2 separate regions of the Lactuca sativa genome follow, and region 2 is linked to region 1. The links are chromatin contacts, called in public Hi-C maps. All regions are on one chromosome and are shown on one strand. The core of a region is the stretch at or near the end of the contact, and the rest is flanking DNA. Distances in the headings are between cores, read along the strand shown. Region 1 holds the start of LOC111886829 (heat stress transcription factor A-4c). Region 2 holds the start of LOC111886748 (protein STICHEL-like 3).

Region 1 (6,669 bases), core at 638-3,137:
AATTACAATTATTCGTGAAATTACTATTTTCCTAAAATTCTCACAATAAGTTGAATATCTTTTGAAGGAATGCAAAAATGACCCTCATCTATGAAACTAGTTAAATTGTGTTTTCATTTTTTGAGTTTGGCACATCTTTTTGTCAAGAAAAAGAATTCAAAACCACTTTTATGACAAGATGCTTCAACCTCTTAAAGTTTGAACTATGATAGATTTTGAACTTGTTCTTTATGATAAGTTTTGATCATGTATATACGTTGCATACTTGTTTTTTATGACGTGTTTTGAGCTTGTTTTTCATGTAAGATATTCATTGAAATGATACAAAATGGTTTTGTTAGAATGACAACGAACTAAAAAGAAAAAAAATGATACATTTATAGCAAGAAAGTAGGAAGTAATTATGAGTGATTATAAGGAAGATGATAGAAATAGAAAAAAAAAAGAAAAAAAAAAGAGAGAAGCAAAAAGTTAAGAAAATGAGTGTTGATAATGGACTTTGAAACACCTATAAAATTTGAAAATTTCAAAATGTATTGATTGTTCTTTATGATATATGTTGAAAATGGTTATATTATTATAATTATTTATTAAATACGTCCCATCTAAAAAGATACAATGTGTATGTTTTCGATCTTTTATTTGTTTTTTATTCTTATCATAAAAATACCTATAAAAACATGTCTAATTCATCCATTTAGTATAATCCACTACAGCTTCATCTTGTCCAGCCGAGCCTGGTCCCTCCTAACCAACACATTCTTTGGGATTTCTTTCAAATTTGACTGTTTATTTTAGAAAAATTTAGATACAATGGTTATAAATGTTAATTCACTCAGTGTTAATTTGTTTTTTCATCATCAAAGTATGATGCAATAGGTTAAATGAACATACTTTTAGGCCAACGTTTTAAGTAATATTTTTACCTATACTAACAATATACTAACAAGTAACAACATAATGTTATTTTTGTTTTTCAACACTAAGATTTTGTTCATCTTTATGCTAGGAAAAGTTAATACACAATCATTTTAACCATCAAATTGTTATACAGTACAATTAGAGCTGTAAAAGAACTAAACGTTCGACGAACCGTTCGATAGGAAGTTTGTTAATGTTTATTGATTTTAATAAATGAACGAACATGAACACAAATTCTCTTTCGTTTAGTTAAACAAACAAATACGAACAATGGTTTCGTTCGTTCGTTTATGTTCGTGAATGTTCACTCCTTTTAAGTTAATTCATGTTTATATATGTTCAATTGTTTTTTTTTATTACATTACTATATTATATGTTCGTTTATATTCATATATGTTCAATTATGTTTATTTATCTTTTTTCTTTTATTTTTGTTTATCATGTTCACGAACATAAACAAACGAACATGAACAATGTAATTTGTTAAGCGAACGAACATGAACAAGAAACTCGTTCATTTATCTGTTCGTGTTCTTTCATTTTTTCGGCTAACTTAAACGAACGAATATGAACAGACTTTTGCTTATGTTCGTTCGTTTTGTTTATAGTCCTAAGTACAATTAAATTTATACTCTTTACTAAAGGACGTTAATTAATGAACATATGCTATTTTATATAGAAAATTACTTTACTAAATAAAAATTGTTGTTCAAAAAAAAAAAGAACTAAAACCATAATCGTCGTAAAGCAAAAGTTTTGGGGGGTATTCTTATAGTCTCTCAAAAATATGTGGGTAGTATTTGGAATTAGTCCAAAGTATAGGGGCATAAGTGATATGTTTGCGAACGGATGAACATCTTGGAGAATTAATCCAAAGTGTAGGGGCATAAATGAAATGTTTGCGAACGGATGAACATCTTGGAGATATATATATGTTAAATTGTAAAGTTGACATACCCACCAAAGCACATGCGTCACTCTGTAAGGTTTTCCATATAAAATTATTCCGACATCCAAAACAAACAAGAACGTGGATTGAATTTAAACCCACGTACACGATTTTAGATTGAACATGACCCTGATTTGATGATTTACCCCTCAGTCGATTTCTTTCAAGTAAATTCAATCCAGAAAGACCAGTGATTCCGACATTCCAAGATCAGAAGAACTAAGTCTTGAAGAACTTTCAACCTCTCTATTATACCTGTGTCGTTTTCATTTCTTGCGCTTCTTCTTCTTCACGTAAAACCCTAACAAGATTGGATTTGTGTGTTCCGGGCGATGTTTTTCGTCAGAGGGAATTAATCCCTTCCTTGAAGCCATATTTACATTCTTGGAGTTCGTTTGGTTCACTATCTTTCAGGTAATACGTCGAACACCTGGTGTGCACTAATTTGGCTCTGTTAGAAGGCATCTGTGATATGTACAAGTATAGATGCATATGTAACAGTTTTGGTAGGGGACGCTTTTGCTTTAAGTTTCCGGAAACGAGTTGATGCTTTTAACGACTTTGATGCTTCTTTCCGCTAAGTAATTATGACATATGAAGCTGTTCTTATCCTTGATTCGCTTTCTCTATCTTCATCTACAGGAGTTCTATACAGATAACCAGGTATTCGCTTGAGCTTGGTGGGTTTGGGTTTCCTTTTGGGAAACAAGCAGCTTTTTCAACCCTGTTTTCAAAATTTAAGCTTCTTTTGACTTGATTCGAGAGAAATTCGTATTGGGTCACAATGAATGATGCTCAGGGTAGTTCTAATGCTCTGCCTCCTTTCATCACGAAGACGTATGAGATGGTTGATGATCCTTCGACAGATGCTATAGTCTCATGGAGTCAGAATAATAAGAGTTTCATCGTGTGGAATCCACCTGAATTTTGTGGTGAATTGCTTCCAAGATTCTTCAAGCATAACAATTTCTCCAGTTTTATCAGACAACTTAATACTTATGTAAGTCAGTACTTTTGATTCATGCATTCGTTCTTCTCCTTTGCATTTTTGCTGTTTGTTGAGTGAAAAAACAAAACTACAATTCTACAACAACTTTTTTTTTTTTTTTTTTTTTTTTTTCTTTTAAATTCTCTCAGGGTTTTCGGAAAATTGATCCTGAACTATGGGAGTTTGCAAATGAAGATTTCATCAAAGGTCAACCACATCTATTGAAAAACATCCATAGAAGAAAACCAGTTCATAGTCATTCCATGCAAAATCTCTCAATCAATGGACTACCTTCATCTTCTCCATTAACCGAATCAGAAAAACAAATATACAAAGAAAAAATCAATAATCTCCAATACGAAAAAGAATCACTATCCATACTTTTTCAAGAGCACCAACAAGAACAGAAGCAAATCGAATCAAAAGCACGCGAATTAACAGATCGTTTGAAACTCGCTGGAAAACACCAAAAAGAAATCCTTTGTTATTTAAACGAATTATTTCAGAAACCCGCGTTGGGGGACACAAATGACAGAAAAAGAAGGTTGTCCGGTGAATATGATGAGGGGCAAATTTGTCATTTTGATATCCCGATTCGTGAAAGTATAACCGTTGATGCACTTTTGGGATTGGATAATGAGTTAGTGGAGAAATTGGAATCATCCCTTGTGTTGTGGGAGGGTGTATTGAAAGAAGCTGAAGATGATTTTGATGTGAACCGTGAAAAGGTTAAAACTGCCGCTAGTGAAGTCGCCGGAGATGGGGTGGTGGTAGGTGTTAATGATGTGTTTTGGGAACAGTTTTTGACTGAGAATCCGGGTGGTGATAGAGACAAGGGTGGCAAAGAGTTGGATCAATTTGGAAAGTTTTGGTGGAATATGAGGAGTGTGAATAATTTTGTTGATCAAATAGGGCAACTTACTCCACCAGGGAGAACTTGATAATGGTAGGTTATTTTAGGGTTTGATTATCCTACGTGGTGGCGTGATTGTAAATTTGAGTGAGGGTTTTAGGGTTTTGTACCGGTTTCGATAAGTTTTAGGCATCGTTTGTTATGCAGTACATGACATATGACAGGACAGAACATGACCATACTGTACTGCATTTTGCATGCATTAGACTAGAACTGCGACATTAGGTATGACATGTTGGCTTTGTACTGTATCTGGCGTACAATGAACTGAAACCGTGAGGAGTCTATTGTCCATGGGACAAAGATTGTAATAATTTCCCATCAAGAGGTGGGATAGACTTGTTCTTGGTCTTTTGTGTGTGGAAAAGACGTGAATGTCCTTGTCATTTTTGTCTTGTAAATAGTTATGATAAACTTGTCTAGTCCAGTTCAATTCAGTTTAGTGTGGAAAAACCGAGGACAGACTAGTGTGTTTTGCTTGGTATCTTTTACCATCCTTTTAAGTTGTATAAAAGTTGGTTTTGAACTTAGTGTGGGGTCTAATGTTCTAATGTTTTGAAAGTTATGAAGTTGCTTATTTGTTTACAATGGTTATAATAAACTAAATTATTATTATGTAATTTAAATATACTAGAGATGGTTAACTAATTTGTACAAACAGCTCCGTAAATAAAAAAGGTTAATTACATTAAAAATAAAAAAAAAAAAACCATATATTTTATCATTTTTTTGGATTAAACCAGACCTTTACTTTCCTTTCCTTATTTACCAGTTAATAAGACAGTTAAATGTTGTTGACGTGACCTCATATAATGAGCTGGACGATGATTTGGCAACCCCAAGCTTAAAAACGTGAATCTTCTTGGAAACCATAATTTCACGTTTTCTTCCCTTTTTATGTTTTTTATTCCATGTATAGCATTAGAAGCAAGATAGTTGTTAGGAATGTTGGAACCGAATGGTGTTTTTGTGAGGTTGAAACTTCTCTATTTATGCATGGACTCTAATGAACCTTAGGTAGAACATTTTTTGATTTCCAAACAACAACATGAAAAACTAAAACTTAATTTCCATGCATGTGTATAACATGTAACATATGTACTGTCATTTACAAAAGTCCTAAACATGGTAATCAGATCATAACCATCGAATTCAAGCTATACCGATCGATCTAAATGGTCAACCGATTACTTCACTAAATTAAAAACATGTGGTATCAATCTACCTAGCCATCACTAACAATTATAAAAAGTCATATTAGTAGCAACAAAAGGGGTAACAAGTAGCACCAATAAAATTTCCATCCACCCACTATAACATCTCTAACACCGTTGGTTCTTTCTAGCTTGAATCAACTCCATCTCTTGACTTTTTCCAATTTTGAAGTGTAGACGTGTCATTTGAGTTTTTTTAATTCCTACTTCATCATGATCATCTTCAACCTCATTCACATGTACATCAATTAATTGCATTTCATCTAATGTTACTGTCATTGATTGTGTTTCAGCCACATAGTCTTGTGTGAGATCGCCATTTGGTGCATCCTCCTGAACATATAAACAATGCATAGTAAATGAATTGAATGTAAGATAAACCAAGAAGTGCATTAAAGAAAACATACCATATATATATATATATATATATATATATATATATATATATATATATATATATATATATATATATATTATAAAGATAACATTTTTTCTTTCACCACATTCATTTGAAACTCTCATGCAATTTTCTATTCATTTAAAACTCCTATTACTTTTCAATTTCTTCCTAATAATGGTTATAAATTGGTTAATAAGATTAAATAAATATCAAACATAAAGTGTAATCATATACAAACTAAATTTCAATATTAAAAAAATATATTTACTTCTATTATAAAGTTATGTTTTTTTTAACTTTTAACATAGTATACTTAATTTATTAGTTTTAATATATTGTTGGGAACCGTTATCATTTTAAAGCTACAACTTTTGAATAATTTGTATAAAATACTTAAATTATAAATTTAAATATAACATTATAGGATCAACTTAAATATAAATTTTATTTTAACTTAAATAAACCAAATAATATTTATTAAATAGTTAAAAATGATAAATTGTAGTTTCTTTCTAATAATAATTATAAATTGGTTAATAAGGTTAAATAAATATCAAACCAAAAGTGTAATCATAAATAAACTAAATTTCAATATTAAAATAACATCTTTCCTTCTACTTATAAAGTTAGGTCTTTAATTTTTAACAGATTATACTTAATTTATTAGATTAAGTTGTTGTATGTAAACCACTATCAATTTAAAGCTACAACTTTTGAACAGTTTGGAAAAAAATATTTAAATTGTTAATTTAAATATAACATTACAGTGTCAAATTAAATATAAATTTCAGTTTCACTTAAAAAATCCAATGAATATTTTGTAAATAGTTAAAAGTGATAAATTATAGTGTTAAATACAAAAACTGAATTATAATCTCAATTTAACTAAAATATTTCCTAAAGATACTTGTATAATCGTTAAAAGTTTTCAAATAAGTAGTTTAAAATAACTTACAATAACAATAGTTAAATATAACTCTATATAAATGATTATATTGTTACCTTTAAAATAAAAATACAATGTTTGATGTTTTAAATAATTATAATGATAGAAATTAAAATGTTTAAAAAATAATTTTGAAAAAATTAGTTAACAATGACAATAACTATAAATAACATTAAACTATATATTATATTTAATTTTATTTATGAGTAACTCGGGGATAGAAGTCATTCAAACGGTTGAGATTATGCAGTTATAATATATATATATATATATATATATATATATATATATATATATATATATATATATATATATATATATATTATCATATAATTCAA
Region 2 (6,396 bases), core at 3,250-5,749, 160 kb after region 1:
TTCGAGCTTTTCAGCGATGGAAACAGCTTTACGTGTGGACCAACCATTTCTCTGTGATTCCGCCTGTTGAATCACATTTGCAAGAGACACTTTCCCTCTTACAAGACTCATGGATTGATTTTGTTCTCCTAATCTTGTTTGAAAACTTGAATTCTTATGAGATGGTGTAGCCTCTACTTTATGATCATTATCAATATGCAACATGGATTTTTGTTCTCTTGGAGAAGCCTCTACTTCAATGATCTCACTTCTTTGTTTTGCATATGAGTCTTGTTGGGATGTGGGTAATATGAGTTGGTTTTCTTTTCTTGATTCACTTCTGATTTCTATTGTAACAGGTGATCCAAGAACATGCTCAAACGCTTTCAAAATGTGTGTTTTGAATTTCTCTGCCTTTGATTTTGTTGCGTGTGAAGTGAAAATAAGTTGAACTGTTGGAGCTGCAAAATTAATCAAGTAATAACAAAACACTTCAAATTAGAGTATAATTTGAAAAATCTAACAATGTCATACAAATACAAAGCAATCTTGAACGCTATAATTAGGTAGATTTTGCAAAGTATAAATGGATATTTCTTTCGGACTTATTTAAAAGCATATATATACCTGCACCAAGACTAAGTGATGTCATCTTTCCTTCACGATACAAGAATTCTTTAATGCTATTTATATGAATATACTCAAGAACCTCCAACCAAATTTCTTCAATTTCTTGCCTATATATATCTTCTCTCATTTTTCTCTCATTTTTCAAAGCCCCTCTTTGACTTCCAATCATGTCACCATGGTCAAAGTTACTTTTCCGGGATCCATCTCTTCCACCGCCATTATTAACCACCACCGGACTGTGGCGGCCGCTGGTACCCGCGGAGGATTCCGGCAACACGTACTGCTGATCAGGTGCAAGCTGCAACAACGCGGCGGTCAACCAAGTCAACTTGTCATTCGACATTCTGAGTTGCTTTTCTGCTTCCGATAACGTCTTCAATGCTAATCGCAGCTTTTCCATATCTTCTTTCGATACTGCAAAAAAAAGTAGTACATATGTAAGAGGCCAAATAGAGTGGCTTTTAATCTTTTATTATATCTGTAAAAGAGTTATTCTTCCAGCAACCCCTGACCCTGGCCCTGGGGCCCACAAGACTTACAAGCTTGTCGTCGAAAGAATTTCCATCTTGGCCTTTCTTTCATGAAATTGTAACTTCCGGCAAGAATATCGGTTATTACGGTTGCAAGTTGTGACATTAAAGCTAATGGCTCGACACCCGATTCCATAATTTCTCGTAAATGTTTGACTGTATTGACCGTGTCTGCTGACAATGCTAAATCCAATAGGTCAACTAACTTGTCATCAGATATAAGTCCAACCTGTGAAGTGTCATATATAATTGTTTAGCAATTGGAAAACATCAAGATCTAACTCATACTGCATTTGGCATGCATTGTACTAAGACTAGAACGAGAATAATGTCAATGAAACAAAAACTACAAAAAGACAAAAACTTGTCCACTCCCACCCAAAAAGGTGGAATCTTGTCTTTCGCATTTGACTAGACCTATCAAATGCGAAAGAAAAGATTTCAACTTCTTATGTGGGACAAAAAATTGCTGTTTTTGTCTCATTAAATTAATGAGACAAACTCACATAAGAAGTTGGAATCTTTTGTCATTGCAAAAGACAAAAATGTCCTCATTGACAAAAATAGCTTTAGAAAGCTTATCTTTTGTCTTTCGCAAATGAATTGGACTAAGATCGGGAATCATGTCAATAAGACAAAAACTGTTGTCTGCCCAAAAGACGTAAACGCCCTCGTCACCCTCATAATCAAAATTAGAACAAAAAATAATATACCAATTCTTGAACAAGAGGAACCGAAATTCTTTGGCCAAGCAAACTAAGCTGCTCAAGTGTCATTTCAGCATCCCTCAAAGACCCATCGGACCTCGAGGCAATAAGCTTCAAAGCATCTTTATCAATTTCAAACTCTTCTTTAGTAGCAATCCATTGTAACGTATAAATAATATCCGCATCCTTCAATTTTGGAAAAAAAAACTTTTGACACCTGGAAACGATCATATGTGGCAAAACATCAAGACTCGAATTAACCAGTACAAAAACCACACGCCTGGGAGCTCGATCAATAACCTTAGATATCGCACTCCAAAAATCCGGAATCAAAGAATCACAATCATCAATTATAAACACCCGATAATGCGATCTCAAATTCGAACCAATCGTGTTTTCAATCAACTCCATCATACTTTTATACCCAAGATTATTCATGGGCCCCACTTCGATCACACTCCGGTTCTTATTCTTACCCTTGCCCGTATCATGTCCCACACAAGAACTGCAAAAACCGCACGGTTTTGGGTGATCAAAAGATTGACAAGTCAAAGCGCGTGCAAATATACGCGCACACGATGTTTTCCCGGTGCCATGGGGCCCGTAGAACACGTAAAGCAACCCGACTTTTTTTCTCGCGATCGCGTTTGATAAAGCTTGGACTGCGAGATTTTGTCCCACGAGGTCCCGGAATGTTCTTGGCATGTACTTTTGAGTGAGATTCTGGTGGCCGGAGTTGCGTTTCCGGCCACCGGAGCGGGCTTCGGAGGCGAGATCGGAGTCGAGATCGGTGTTTAAAAGGTGGTCGGCGTAGAGCCCTAACTCGCCGGAATAATCGTGCACCCAGGCGGCGGGGTTTTCCGGGCTTTCTTGTGACCCGTCGATTAGTAATGGGAGAGATTCGCCGTTTGTGGAGGAGGTGGAGCGATCGGAGATCGCCGGAATTTGGCCGGAGTTGTGTTGACCGGTGCGTTTTGACCTTGAGTCTGATAAACCGCATGAGAGGCTTCTTCCGGCGATGTCGAGGAAAGATTTTCCTCGATCGTGAATCCGGGACCAATTCCAGGGGATTCCACAACCTTGTTTTGGAACTCCAGGCAGATTTCCGGTCAGGTTTTGGTCACCACCATGAGGTATGAAATTAGAAGCCATGGACATGGAGGTGGACATGGGCATGGGCATGGGCATTTCGGTACTTTTGGGTGCTCGGGAAACTCTTCTTCCACCACGAAACCTTCGTCGTTTGACCCGATTTTGACCATGGCTGTGGATGCTTGATTCATGTAAACGGTGGTTGTGTGATGAACCAACATTGTTGTCACTATCGAATGGGACATCATTTGAAGGATCATCTTGCTTGATTTTACGTCCTTTTTGTTTGCTTTTGTTATCAGAGCTTCCTGGATAAATATCACGAGCTAAATTTGCAGCATCAAGTGGAGAATCCCCGCTTGATTCTTGTTTCTTGTTTCTTCTATTTGAGGAGGAGTTGCCAGAAAAGTTGCCGGAAAAACCAGTAGACCTGCGTCCTCCTCCACCACCACCACCACCAGCATCAACGGCGGAAGGAGACTGAAAAGCGGGTGGACTCATGGAGGGATCCTTTAAAGATCGTGACCTTTGAAGAACGACGAGGTCCCTAATAAGGGACCTGTCGCTGATTATAGGGCTGTTTTTGTGCATATGGTTTTTCAAGTGAATACAATTTGTTAAATGGATATGGTTGCGGAGATGATCGGAGATATCGCCATTAGCGTCCTTAAGTATCCGGTCACGAACAACTCGGGTCATGATCCGATTCTGCGGAAGGGACAATAAGGCAAGAAATCAGAAATTTTGGCATTTTTTTTCTCAATTGGAAACAAAATCACACTACATCAAATTCATGAAACCTCACATTAATGCCCCCAAATCTAATCCGTTATAACAGAATCGTTGAACTTATTAGCATTCTGATGCCTACCCGAAAACCCTCAAGTATAAACCCTTCGAAATGAATCATTCTAATACGACTAAACTCAAATCGAGTAAACTGATTCACAAACATTTAAAAAGTCGATTCTGGAGTTAAATTAGTACAGACCCATTGAAGAAACCTAAAAGAAAGGACCTGTATGCTAACTCCAGATTATGCATTGAAATTAACAAAACCCCATTTGGAGAAACAGTTAGAAATGCAATCTTAAAAGCTCCCAACACCCACCCAGTTCACAGGAATCAAGAAACTTCCAGTTTGTAAATCTGTGAAGAAATTGAATTCGTTTTTGCTTTATGATCATTTAAAATTTGAGAAAACGGAAAATTTCACAGGATACGTACGACTAAATTCACCTGAATTAGAGGCAAAGTTGCAAGTGACCCGTTTCCATCATTAAATCTCAGATCTTTTACATCCAGTTCACGAGGGTTTTGTATCAGGAGAGGTGGCACGCACTTGAACCTCTTAATGTGGGGCGAAGCGAAGGATTTCGAGACACAAGGTCTAAAATAGGTCTAGTGTTTGTTAGTAACAGAGACTGAAGTCTGAAGATGCTGGTTTTAGAGAGAGAGAAAATGAGGTTTTTGTTGAGAGAGAGAGAGAGAGAGAGAGAGAGAGAGAGAGAGAGATTGCAACGGGGTGATGTAATACTGTTGTTGCTGACAATTTGTGCTTGGGAACTTGACACTTGCTAATAAACCAGCTCTTGTGTTTGTGTAAATCAATTATTTGGAATCAAAATATTTATACCATTTGAATTAATAACCAAAAATTATAGGGAAATAGAGTAATCTAATCCATATAAAAGTTTTTGAAAAGAACGATATATAATCTTTAAATATTATTAAAAATAGAGCATTTAATTCATTAATGAAATAATCAGAGTATTTATTGTGTTTTAATCATATATTTTCCATCTTTAGATCAAATTGTTGATATTATTTTCTACAAATAAAATTCAAATATAATTACATTTAATTATAAAATCTATAATAATTATAGAATCTTTAAATTCAGTAATTATTTTATCAATTGAAACATATCATTCTATTTATATATATGATGTCGGTTTCTCTAATTAATATTGTTCCTAATTTAACTACCTTGTTTATAGTTTTTGATTTCAAAATTCAAACCCGTTTATATTTTATTTTTTATTTTTTTTAAAACTTATTAAACAACTATATCAATAATTAAGTTGTTAACCTATAAAATCTAATTTAATCACACTAAATCAACAAAATATTTAAGAGTCAAAATTAAAATCAATATTATTCATAATTTATCTCCCAATATATCTCACATAAAATGAATCAATTTGAGATAATTGTTTGAATTTTAAAACTGATTAAATAAGAAAATCAATTAATTTGAAGTTTTGAATTAATATAGCTGATATTTTTCTTTTTTTTCCAGATGAATAGTCAAAAGTCTCCAATATGATATCTTAGGATCCCAAAATTTTTAGAAGATAATGATTTCCTTATTAAAAAACACTCTATATATACGATTACACTGAAGTGGTTATTCTTACGATTTTGGATTGAGTCCTATGATTTACGGTGTTCTTCTTGAGCAATTTTCTTCTCTAATTCTTTTTTCCGAGCTCTTACTTTACTCTGTACTCCTTATTCTTCTTCAATTTCTTGCATTTACTACGTTCTTATTATTTGTTATTATTGTGTTCTTGTTGAGAGGTCATGAAAAAAAATTATCAATCTACTTTAAGCATATTAGTTTTATTCATTTAGTTACAAAAACAAAATTATACCATTTATATCAATTGTTTAATGGGTTGACCTATGTTTGTCAAGAAAAAACCATATGTCGTTTTAATGCATGATGACAAAGCTAGTGGCACAGACCAAAAGCAGGATAAAGAAGTTTTTTTATTGTTACACTTCAAGTTGCATGAACAAAGATGTATCTGTTGTTCCAAGGTTTTCAATAACTCTTTTATACATATTATTATAATCTTCGATTAAAATTTTCTAATTTTATATTATTGAATTTATTTATATCAATGATTTTAGTTTCAAAATCATCATTATAGTATAAGACTTTACCGGTGTGGTGTCACTTACGTTATTTGATCGTGACGCAAAAAAACTTCTGGAAAAAAACACACAAGAGTTGCTTCAAAAGTTTAATGAGGTTATCGATATTAACTTCATTTACATAAAACTAATTTTTACTTTTTGTTTGTCTATTTTTATAACTGTTAACTTTTTTTTCATTTTTAGGAGGGTAATATGAAGATTTATCCGTCTGCTTTGAAATTACTTTTGGATAAAAAGTTGGTGTTCAAAATTCAAATTTCTCATTATAATTTGAAGAGCAATGTTGATGGTTATGAATCTCAAACTTCAATGTTGATAATAAAATCATTGTTGAATTGGGAAAAAAAATTAACATCGAACAAGTAACATTCTTTTACGAAACATACTACAAACACTACACTTATTAGATTCGTTTTTTATATGTTAGTTGATCAACTAAGTTACATCACATTCCAACCAACATGCGTGAGTATCCGCATATAAGCGGGTCCAAAACTCAATCGTCGTAATAC

What was found. Hi-C and Micro-C count contacts between places; a contact is called where the count stands out from the background.
Region 2: a Hi-C map of leaf shows a contact between it and region 1, with 5 times the contacts expected there. The contact joins the promoter of LOC111886748 here to the promoter of LOC111886829 in region 1. A contact is called at or near these places in 2 of 4 Hi-C or Micro-C datasets (leaf and seed).

Annotation. Positions count from the first base shown.
Region 1 is chr4:75,465,158-75,471,826 of Lsat_Salinas_v11, forward strand. It overlaps LOC111886829 (heat stress transcription factor A-4c), which reads left to right and starts at 1,888. Exons shown (of 3, transcript XM_023883075.3): 1 at 1,888-2,284; 2 at 2,513-2,870; 3 at 3,008-4,391. The coding sequence starts at 2,655. The coding sequence ends at 3,799.
Region 2 is chr4:75,623,245-75,629,640 of Lsat_Salinas_v11, forward strand. LOC111886748 (protein STICHEL-like 3) reads right to left here and starts at 4,500. Exons shown (of 7, transcript XM_052770326.1): 1 at 4,166-4,500; 2 at 1,853-3,646; 3 at 1,149-1,368; 4 at 607-1,023; 5 at 1-440. The coding sequence starts at 3,637.